Linked DNA regions of Zea mays: all the other regions are linked to region 1. A link is a contact called in public Hi-C data. All regions are on one chromosome and are shown on one strand. The core of a region is the stretch at or near the end of the contact, and the rest is flanking DNA. Distances in the headings are between cores, read along the strand shown. Region 1 holds the start of LOC100272638. Region 2 holds the start of LOC100191175. Region 3 has its middle 4.7 kb from the start of LOC103647424.

What was found. Hi-C and Micro-C count contacts between places; a contact is called where the count stands out from the background.
Region 2: a contact with region 1 is called in a Hi-C map of ear, with 3 times the contacts expected there. The contact joins the promoter of LOC100191175 here to the promoter of LOC100272638 in region 1. A contact is called at or near these places in 9 of 25 Hi-C or Micro-C datasets (bundle sheath, ear, endosperm and 3 more) and 1 of 3 datasets of contacts at active chromatin or transcription factors (leaf).
Region 3: a contact with region 1 is called in a Hi-C map of ear, with 2.2 times the contacts expected there. The contact joins the enhancer-like site here to the promoter of LOC100272638 in region 1. A contact is called at or near these places in 2 of 25 Hi-C or Micro-C datasets (ear and tassel).

The regions. Positions count from the first base shown.
Region 1 is chr2:185,114,842-185,118,471 of Zm-B73-REFERENCE-NAM-5.0, reverse strand. It overlaps LOC100272638, which reads right to left and starts at 1,306. Exons shown (of 7, transcript NM_001353541.1): 1 at 1,221-1,306; 2 at 903-1,148; 3 at 748-803; 4 at 589-667; 5 at 378-516; 6 at 169-282; 7 at 1-67. The coding sequence starts at 1,093. It overlaps LOC109944586, which reads left to right and starts at 3,031. Exons shown (of 1, transcript XM_020549358.1): 1 at 3,031-3,630. The coding sequence starts at 3,038. The coding sequence ends at 3,577.
Region 2 is chr2:184,949,284-184,952,676 of Zm-B73-REFERENCE-NAM-5.0, reverse strand. It overlaps LOC100191175, which reads right to left and starts at 1,660. Exons shown (of 1, transcript NM_001136610.1): 1 at 202-1,660. The coding sequence starts at 1,288. The coding sequence ends at 458.
Region 3 is chr2:185,370,746-185,374,185 of Zm-B73-REFERENCE-NAM-5.0, reverse strand. No RefSeq gene overlaps it. Among protein-coding and RNA genes, the nearest start is that of LOC103647424, 4.7 kb to the right of the region's middle. Within about 2 kb of position 1,780, at least 6 of the 20 cell types and tissues checked have an H3K27ac peak or open chromatin away from gene starts, as enhancers often do. A contact at or near this core is called in ear, where this site is marked.

The sequences.
Region 1 (3,630 bases), core at 57-2,556:
ACACCTTGTGCAGGTTATGCGCCATCCTGAGCTCCGGTTCCATCGACGCTCTTCTCGCAAATGAAACCTGCTGGCGGCGTCCATTAGGATAGTTAATAATTAGTGTTGTGTTGTCTTCAGTCAATCTAGCTACAGAAGATACATATACATGTGGATTACATTACTTGCCTCCATGAGTCCAGTGTGGACAGCCGAAACCACCAGTGGCTGAAACGGCAGGAGCAACGCTGAAGCGGCCATGAGCAATCTTGGGTTCTCGTTGCCTACTGCTCTCGACAAACACTGCGTGGAACACGTACATACATAGTTGTTGTTGTCATGAACGACGTGCGAATTAATCCCTCGACTAGTAGCTATCCTCGATGCCGACGACCTACCAGAGTTGTGGTGGCAATCATAGTGTAGTCGGCCCAACGCAGGAGCCTCCGGATTCCTCCTCTGGAAGAATGGTACAGGCTCGACGCTACTCCCATCCCGACCAGGGAGTTGGCGTAGATAGCGGCGTTCAGGTTCTTCCTGCAGCATCGCGCGTTACTTAGTAGACTCCTCGCGCTGTGAGCACGCAAGCAAACAAAGCATATATGTTGCCTTGGAGCCTGCAGTCCAAGAACGATGAAGGGCAGCGAGGTGACGACGTTCGCGACAGTCTCGCCAGCATGCTTGTCACCTGCTCAAAACAGATCGAATAATACGCTTTTATTACTACTGGAAGCCCGAGATTATATGCATGGCAAGTGGTTACCGTACACGTAATGGTGCAGTGGATGGGCTTGAAGCAAGACGGTCTGTGCTGCCATAGCCTTCTGCGGTCACAAGAAGGCATTGCATCAGATCACCAAAGCTAAGAAGGGTGGACTTGTGTATGCGTGGTTAGGTTAGCTACTGCAGATTTTTGCGCTCACCGGATCTGCAACCTCTGCTGTGCCTGTGCTGTACCACCACGGCCACGCTTGTGGTGGTGTTCACAAGCTGCTGGTGACGACGACGCCCCACCGTCGGTCTGTGCCGGATCCGATGGACGGCCGAGCTGCACCCCGTAGAGGCCATCCAAGACGGTCGACGAAGGGTTGTTGCTACCGTTCTCGGCTCCCATCTGTCCTGATCCTGATCCTGTTCTCTGTGTGTGAGCTGATGAAACCACCTGTGCTCTAGCTTGAGACCTGTCAAACTAAGTACACTAAACAATGGGCTATTGCTATGCTAGGGAGGAAGACACGCACCGCGAGATCGCGCGCGCGTGTGGTAGTAGTAGTAGAAGTAGAAACCCACCCAGCTTGCCTCCGCCGCCCACCGGTCGCGGTCGTCGTCGCTGCCTGGCTGTCCGATCGCAAGGAGGGCGGATAAATAGTCATTGGCGTGAGCGTCGCGCCCGGCGCCGGGAGACGCCAAGACATGGGAGCGCAGGATGCCGATTCCGAGGGGATCTTCCCTTCGCACGCAGGACGTCCGCCCGAATATTCTCGCCCGCCGGGGTGTGGGGGCGGGGCGGGGCGGTGCATGGGTGCCAGGCTCATGGCCGCAATTGTGCGACAGGCTAGCTTTGTCGGCCCGTTAAGTAGCGGGCCCAAAGGGTGGGTGGAAGTAACGGAAGTGCGGAGTGTGCAGTGCAGCGTTGCATGCGCCTGCAGGCCGGCAAACCTGGAGCTGTCAGGTCACGCTTGGGCCCTCCCATCGGTAATTGTTGCGACGGCAGAGTGCCAGGCTATCTGCTCCTCGCATGAGCCGTCTGACTCTGACCGACCGACGCCTGCCTCCACGCTCGAGGAGCACGGCTCGCAGGTCGCTTGGCAAGGCATGTCAACAAAAAAAGGTTGCTTGGCTTGGCGTGGTACATACAGTAGTAGTAGTAGGATCTGTGTGTCTGCAACTTTGCGCTGCTCCGAGCTCTGCTCTCACCACGCGCTCTTGCTCCGCACACTTCCGTCAGTGATGCGTGTTTCATTTCAATTCACATGAGCGCCTTTGTCAGACCATCTATCAGAATTATGCCCCGTTTGGTTTAGGGTGACTAAAGTTTAGTGACTAAAGTTTAGTCACTTTTATTCCCTAAATAAGTAAGGCCCTGTTTGGTTCTTTTAGTCACTAGACTAATTTTAGTGACTAAAGTTTAGTCGCTAAAGTACCCTGTGTTGGTTCGAGTGACTAAACCGGACTAAAGAGCATTAATTGTTGTGAATAATTACTGTTTTACCCCTATTGATTAATGGATGTTTACTATAAGAAGAAAGTTGAGAGGGCAAATAAGGTAAAAATACTACTTTAGTCCCTTTTAGTCACCCCTTGGTGACTAAAGAACTAAAGTTTAGTAACTCTATTTTAGTCATCATGTTTGCTTCTTTAGGGACTAAAAGTGACTAAAATTTAGTCACTAAACTTTAGTCACCCATAACCAAACGAGGCCTAAATATGGTGACTAAAGTGAAGTGACTAAACTTTAGTTCTTTAGTCACCAAGGGGTGACTAAAAGATACTAAAGTAGTATTTTTACTTTATTTGCTCTTTCCACTTCCTTCTTATAGCAAACATCCATTAATTAATAGGGGTAAAACAGTCATTATTCACAACAATTAATGCTCTTTAGTCCGGTTTAGTCACTGGAACCAAACATGGTACTTTAGCGACTAAACTTTAGTCACTAAAATTTAGTCTAATGACTAAAGGAACCAAACAGGGCCTTAGTCCTGTAGCCGTGGGAACTTGTCAGAATTACTGTGTAGGTAGGTACTCTGTGGCTATATCCCAGCCGCTCTCCTATCCATCTCATCCAATATTTCAAGCTGCACTGTCATTCTACGGAGCAAAATCTCTTATTTTCCACGATCCAACGTAAGTAAATTACGACTAAGTTTGCGCTGCTCAGCTTCGTGCATGTATTGGATCCCTATCCAACGGTCCAGGGAGGCCAAATTCTTGAGTGCCACATGACCCCAAACCGCCGTCTATTCAGATACGATAAGGCACGCGCCACGGCTGCCGTGCAAACCAAAAGCATACCACAGGGAAGCCGGAAGCCTTCGCCGCCTCCGCGTGTCCGGCGATGGACACCGTCGCCTCATGGCGCCTCCTCTCCCCGCCTCCCTGCCCGCAGCAGCTACCCAAGCGGCAAGCGACCTTCGCGGCCTCGCCACGGCAGCATTCGGCCAGCTCCAGCAGCGCCAAGTTCAGGCTCCTCTGCCACCTCCACCTCCATGACAAGATCGATACACATATAGCTACCAATAATCTTGCATTGGTTTCGTTGCCATTGCCGGCCACCTCACCCATATCGATCTCGCCTACAATTCCTGCCGCGCCGCGGTGTCTGATCGTCCATGCTCTTTGTTCTGTTTCCCGTTTGCTTCTTGGACGAGACGACGAACGCGCAGCCAGCGGCGTCGGTGCAGCAGAGCTCGCAGCTGCAGAGGCTGGCAACGGTGCTACGGTGCGGCGCCGTCTGGGCAGCTGTACGTACAGGAGTGTCCATCACTGCCCGGCCCTGCAGCTTGGTTTGATAATGCTGCCGGCCGGAATCGAACGTGTGATATCGCAAATGCTGTATAATGTACCTAGGTTGAGGCGCCGGCGGCGCTGGCGGTGACCGGGGAGGAGGACATCGACCTCCTAGCGATCCTGCCGCCGATCGCGGTGTTC
Region 2 (3,393 bases), core at 411-2,910, 170 kb after region 1:
TGGAGAAAGACATTTGGGTAAGACCTTAAATAATTTAGAGTGTCTCTCTACATATATATATATGCATTGCCACAACTCATGAAAATTGTCCAGTCAAGCAAGCAACCCCTTTTTCGTAGCTAGTGTATCCTGACCTTCATATATAAACAAGCCCAAAAGAATGCCCAAATTTAAAATGGAAAGCGAGGGGAGCACATTTTTAAAAAGATAGATTAGTAACGTCAAAGCACAAGATCAGTAACATCTGACACAGCATTTGCCAGTAGCATTAACTTAAAGGAAGGAGTACACATGCATACTACTAGTTACTAGCTAGGAACTAAGGATAGTGAAGAAGTGCTTGCATTGCCAGATAAAGAGCTAGCTAGCTAGGTAAGCTGCCAGCAGCTGGACTGGAGGTACTAGTGTACTAGGTACGTAGAAATTAACCATGCAAGCTACTACTAGTAGTACCATACTAATATTGCATACCGTCCAGGAAATCACCGTCTTCCTCGTACTCACCGTCGTCGTCGCCATCTCCTCCGTTGTCGTTGCTCATCATCTCGCTGAGGCCGTAGTAGTACTCACGAAGCACTGGTGCGGCCGACACGAGGCGGTCCAGCCCGCAGGCGCGCTCCATCTCCATGGACGCGGATCCCCCACTTCTGGAGCGGCCCAACTTCTCGGCAACTCCTCCGCTCTTATTACCAGCTGACACATCAGCCACCCCTGACGTTGGGGGTGAGAAAGCTGCGTCGTCGCTCCGCTGGTGGGAGGGCTCGGTGGCGGCGGCGAGCCGCTCGATGGCCGGCTTGGACTGGGTGAGCAGCCAGTCCACCGTCTTGCTGGCCTTATCGAAGCCGAGCCGGTCCTGCAGAGCGAAGAAGTCGCGGGCGACGTCGAGGGACAGCCGCATCCGGCGGTCGCGCACGCCCTGCGCCGTCCGGATCTTGCTGTGCCGGTCCGTCCGGAACGGGCGCTTCCGCGCTCGGGCGTGGCCCTGGCCCTGGCCCTGGCCGGCGGCGGCGGCGGCAGGCAGACTACCGTTTCTTCTTCCACCCGCCTGCGGCGCCGTGACTACTAGGGCCTCGTCGCACTCTGGGGCAGCGCGCGCCGGCCTCAGCACCGCCTCCAGAGTCTCGGAGTTGAAGCAGTGACCGTGGCCGGGAAAGAAGTGATGGTCCACGTAGTAGCGCTGATCCAGATGCGCGCCCGGTGGAGGCATGGGGAAGCCGGCCGTAGGGTTTGGGTGTGGGAGTTCTTGGGAGACGCCGAAATGGTGAGGGTTGTTAGGGTACGGCAACATCTGTGTGGTGCACTGTTTGTACAAGCTTCTAGCTAGTAAGAGAGGAGATCTAGCTAGTTCTAGTGGTACTGCCGCTGTTACTGCTTCTTCATCATCTTCTTCGCTTGCTGGATGCGTTCCTCCCACATGTGAGCGAGACTGCTAGCTAGACTGGAAATGCAACAGATCTTCACATCAAGAGGTGGAGCCTGTCCATTACGACTGCGTGTGGTGTGTGTGTGCATCAAAGCTTAAAAGGGGGAAGGAAAGCCAAGGTCGAAAAAAACAGATCGATCGATGAAAAAGTTAGAGATGGCGAAAGGGTCCGGTGTGTGTGTGGACACTGGACAGGAAGCAGAAAGATGTGAGAGTAGTGAAGCTTTTAGGTGTTGTGTTGCTAGGACATATCGTGTGTGTGTGTTGGTTGTTTGTTTGTTTACGGCGCAGTGACTCCGCAGCAGGGAGCTAGTAGTGAGCCACACAGCATTCAGAGCAATGGCGTCGCTGACGACCGGCTACTGTTGCGTCACTGCAGAAGCTTTGGGCTAGGAGAGGGAGCCCTAGAGGTAGCTGCGTGGCGTTGGTGTGCGCGGTATGGAGGAGGAGGTAGGAAGGGAATGATGAATACATTATTGGGCGTCGACCGATGCAGATAGCTAGGGCGGCTACAATACACTGGGTCGTGCACTGCAGGGACACGTGGTCATCTAGGTAATGCGTGTTCAAGAAATATATACTTTTTCTGTTTCAAATTATAAAATATATATTTTAATCTTTCAGGGAGTTAAAATAGCTCAAATTTAATCAAATTTATAGATAAAATATAATTTTTTAACATTAAATAGATACACAATAAAAATATAATTAGTAAAGAATGTAATTGAATTATTTGGAGTTGTAATTGTTATTATTTTATTATATAAACTTAGTTAAATTCTGGATCGTCTTAGGCTATCTCTAATAGCTTAAATACATTTAGAATTTTGTAATAGTATCGTCTACACTATAAAAATAATATTTTATATGACTATATATACAATATGTTGATTTGTCCTTAGAAACTATTAATTGTTTTATTATATGAATTTGGTTAGATTTGTGAGATTCTTTGGCTTTTAAGAAAGTTGGATTTGGGATGGAGGCAGTATATATATCTGGGTGGCTCTGCATCGCAGTGCATTACCTACGATGGTACACGCGACTTCGTATGGCTCATCAGGTGTGCCCGCTCAAGTTCTCTACTGTGTACTGCTCTCCTGCGTGTCGTCGCAAGCCTTTGTTTGGTCCAGCATTAAAAGGTACCTGGCGGAAGGCAAACGCCAGTAGTTTGGTTAGGTACAAATAATCTAGGTCCTGTTTGTTTTCTTCCTAAATTACATAAGTTAAATTATGATAAAAAATTAGAAGAGTAAAATATCACTTTGAGATTACAAATAAGCTGAATAAGCTACATAATACTAGCTTATTTTAGTTTATTTATAGTCCCAAAGTGATATTTTACTCACCTACTATTCCACTATAATCCAATCTATATCTAGAAGGGAAACAAATATACCCTTAATCATGTGCATAGGATTAAGTTGTGCGGCATGGGCATATGGGTGGTAATGGATCACGATCAAATGCTTCTTCATAAAATGGTAGGACGCTAAATAAATTTTAGTTCAAAAATAAATATAAATAGAACCTGATCCAAATTCGATTTGATCCTTAAATCTTATAGCGTAAAATTTAGATTCTATTGTCACCCGTACATGCCGCAAAAAGAGGAAAAAAGGACCTGCCGCCACCGTAGACAGAAATGAAGTTCGTCGGCGTTAGGGTTCATATATATATATATATATATATATATATATATATATATATATATATATATATATATATATATATATATATATTGGACGAGTTCTATGCTCCCCACTCGGCAAATATTTTATTGCCAAAGGGTTCTTTATCGAGTACATCTTAGGAGAACAGATTCTGTACAGAATTATGAGACTGAAAAACTGTTATAATCAAACTTCAATTACTCTCTGATCTGATGTCCGATTGAGGTGCTCTTTGTGACCGTAGAAAGATCTACAAATTATTTACGACTCATAGTTAAACTTCTTATTTTTTTGAGG
Region 3 (3,440 bases), core at 531-3,030, 260 kb before region 1:
ATTAAGGGGTTGGAATAGTTATATAGATGATTGACTCTAGCGCAAGTGCAAGATTGTTGATTATATGCTCAAGAGACAATCATGATCCATGACAACACTAACGAGCCTTTAGGACGAAGGCAAATTAGTAAGAGACTATATATGAAGGGGTTGACATACTAAAATTGAGACACACATCTTAGCAACCACCACCTATCTTCCTAGGGTTGCAAGCGTCCAAGCCAACATCGCCCTTCCTCTCACTGTGTGGGTGCACTAGCACACCGGTGTCACGGTGTTTCATTCCCGCATGTATGGATACCGTGGAGTTGCTACTGTTGCTGCAATGTTGATCACACGAATGTGAGGAGCACAGGTTAATATGTTGTTGTTGTTGGTATACGAGAACCTACAACTACTACAAATACATCGCCATAGTCTTTTCCTGATGTGTTATGCGTCTAATGATAACAATCCATAATATTGTACCCGCATGTTATATATCTTGATTGAGCATGATAGATATGCTAGTGCATAGCATACTCGCTTTCCTACACATATCGCAAAGTCCCTAGGTAGCATCACACACACAAAGTACTATATGATGCATCAAAAGATAAAAGTAAAAAATACATCAAATCCCGCTCACAACTCTCCCATATCTCATATACTCTTCTCTTTGAAGTAAAACACCAAAACCTAAGGCCTTATGTCATGTGCAGAAGTACGAGGTAAAAGCTCAAACTGTGAAAAGCCAGTGCACCAAGGTCAGACTGAGATGAAATCTAGAGTTTGGTTTCCCTAACTAAAGTTCAGTTTATGTCACATCAAATATTTGAATATAAATTATGAGTATTAAATATAGGCCCAATTAGTTTTAATAAATTCATTTCGTCTTTTAGTTTTAGTCTTCACATGTGTAATTAGTTTTATAATTAGATTATATTTAATACTTATAATTATCATTCAAATATTTAATATGACAGAGACTAAGTTTTAGTTGGACGGAACATGGTGCCGACTCCGTTCGACAGTCTGATGAAGACACACCTGCGATAACAAAAAATTATCCCATTCTTTTACATTACAAATAACTGCAAACATTGATACTCTAGATTTTACTTGAATTAAGCAACAGAACTTAATATGCCCGGTCAATAATATTCCAAATCTATGGTCCCTCAGTTCAATGTATTATAAATAGAACAACAACAGGCTGGCGTATTGTTGGACCTTCACGACTAGCACAACGTCTCAAGATTGCAGAGCAGCAGCAATAGAAGACAACTTCAGCATAGGGTTGATACTGAAAATCCAAATCATAGAAGCCACCGACAACAGCCCTCGGCGGTGATGGACCAGACACCCATGGCAACAAATATACTCTTATCCAACACCACGTATGGTATAATCTCCACATAGATCAACCAACTAAAATTTGAGAAATTAAGCATATACGGTAGCAATAATTTAGAGAATAACATACAAGGTGCGAACCAATCCCGCAAGAAACCTTCTACATTGGCCATGATAAACCACGATAAGAAGATAGAGAACTCTTAAAAAAGATCAAGTGATACACCTAAGTTGCAGCTTGATCATGTACTCTACGTAGATTCACGAGAAATTAGAAAATAATATTTAATATAAAGAATCTGATAGATTCACTATCTATAGTTTCTGAAGCGATGGCTCTATACAGGAAAATCTCCATAATAAAATTCTCGATCTGAAACGGATGACTCGCAGGCCGACCAAAGACGGTGTACGCAGTCAGCTAAATTAATGGGCTCTAGTCCGATTCTTAAGTGGACCGGGCTTAATTCTAAAGACTAAAAAGAAGTCTAGCCTATGTAACGCAAAGCCATATAAACAACAATATAATGCGGCAATCATGCGCAGCACTATTACTAATCCAATACATTTAAGCTCCGTTTGTTTCGTTGGAATTAAATTTCATTTTAATAATTATAACTAGGTGTGTGCCCGTGCGTTGCAACGGGAGTACGCTAGGATGAGCATCGACACATATCTGATCGGATCTTATATTTTTTTTGGAGGTCTGCAGAAAGTTTGCTCGGAAGCCAAATATATTAAGACGCATGAGTTACCCTTTTGCCCCATCAGCACACTGTTCCACGCTTGTATGAGTCTTGCTAATTTGCATGCCTCGTGCATAGTCTCTATAATATACAGAATTCGTGTGACAAACATTATCAATATCGCACAAACTATTTTAAAGAGAATATAAAATTTTTAATAATAGGCAAATATGTCGATAACCGTACATTAATCTAATCCTTTTTAGCGATATTGATAAGTCGTTGTTGTATGTTTGTAGGGATGGCATAGCGGCATGAATTGTCCTCGTAATTTAACAGATCAATTACAAAGTTCCTTCGAAGAATCTTTACATCTTACACACAACGACATAAGAGAACAAAACGTCAAATTTATATTATGTAACTGAAATGTATGTTTGAACATGAAACAAACGTACTCCACTCACCCTATCAAATTTCATTTGTCTAGCACTCCCCCACATGATCATAGCTTGTAGAACGAAGTAACTGGTATTAACCCTATAGAATAATGTTTGACCAACTATATTATATACAATGGTTATCATAGAAAAAATTTAAACTGTCGAGAACATGGTATTGAGAAAATACCCTTTCAAGTCAATTGGAACACCAGACCAAATTGTATGTTCCTACTTACAAATATCTTCTGCCCATCCAGAACGTTTCTTGTTGTAGGCAATCTTATATTTCTTTGAGGACATGATAATTGCTTCCGCAAACCTCTTGTATGGCATGTGTTTACACAAATCTTGAGTGGGTGTAAAGTCTATAAAAGTTACGTGCTTTTTACCATGATTGATTACGAAAAGTGCGTAGCATCCGTTGAATTTCCATGGCATAAGAACCTACAAAATATCAGTCATTAGGATTGCAACGAAGTGCCTTTTATAAATACATTCGAAATGAACACATACTTACATATTTACAACCAGTGATATAATAGTTCAATGAAGGCCAACAGTCGAGTGTTTTGGCTAACTCTTCTGCTGTAGGATCCTCATGGTACTTTAGAAGTTTACCAAAACCAACCATTCTCTGGATAAATATATATATACATGCCCACATGAGGATTATATGTATAGATACTATATATTACTATATTATTGATTGGAAACAAACTTACCCAGAAGCGCATGTCCATATAATGTTTTTTATCCTTTATCATTTCATCTTTCGACATATGTGACTCTTTAATGGCCAACAATCGAACAACCATATCAAAACATTTTAGAGTCATATCTAAATTTACCCTTAATACGTTTTGCAGGTCTTTGGCAGATATTTCTATCTTAAAAGGGTTGAAACTTCGCACCCATGTCATCCTATAATGTAGCATGACAAAAGTCTATATCAAAATCTACGTAGCTGCTTTGTTCT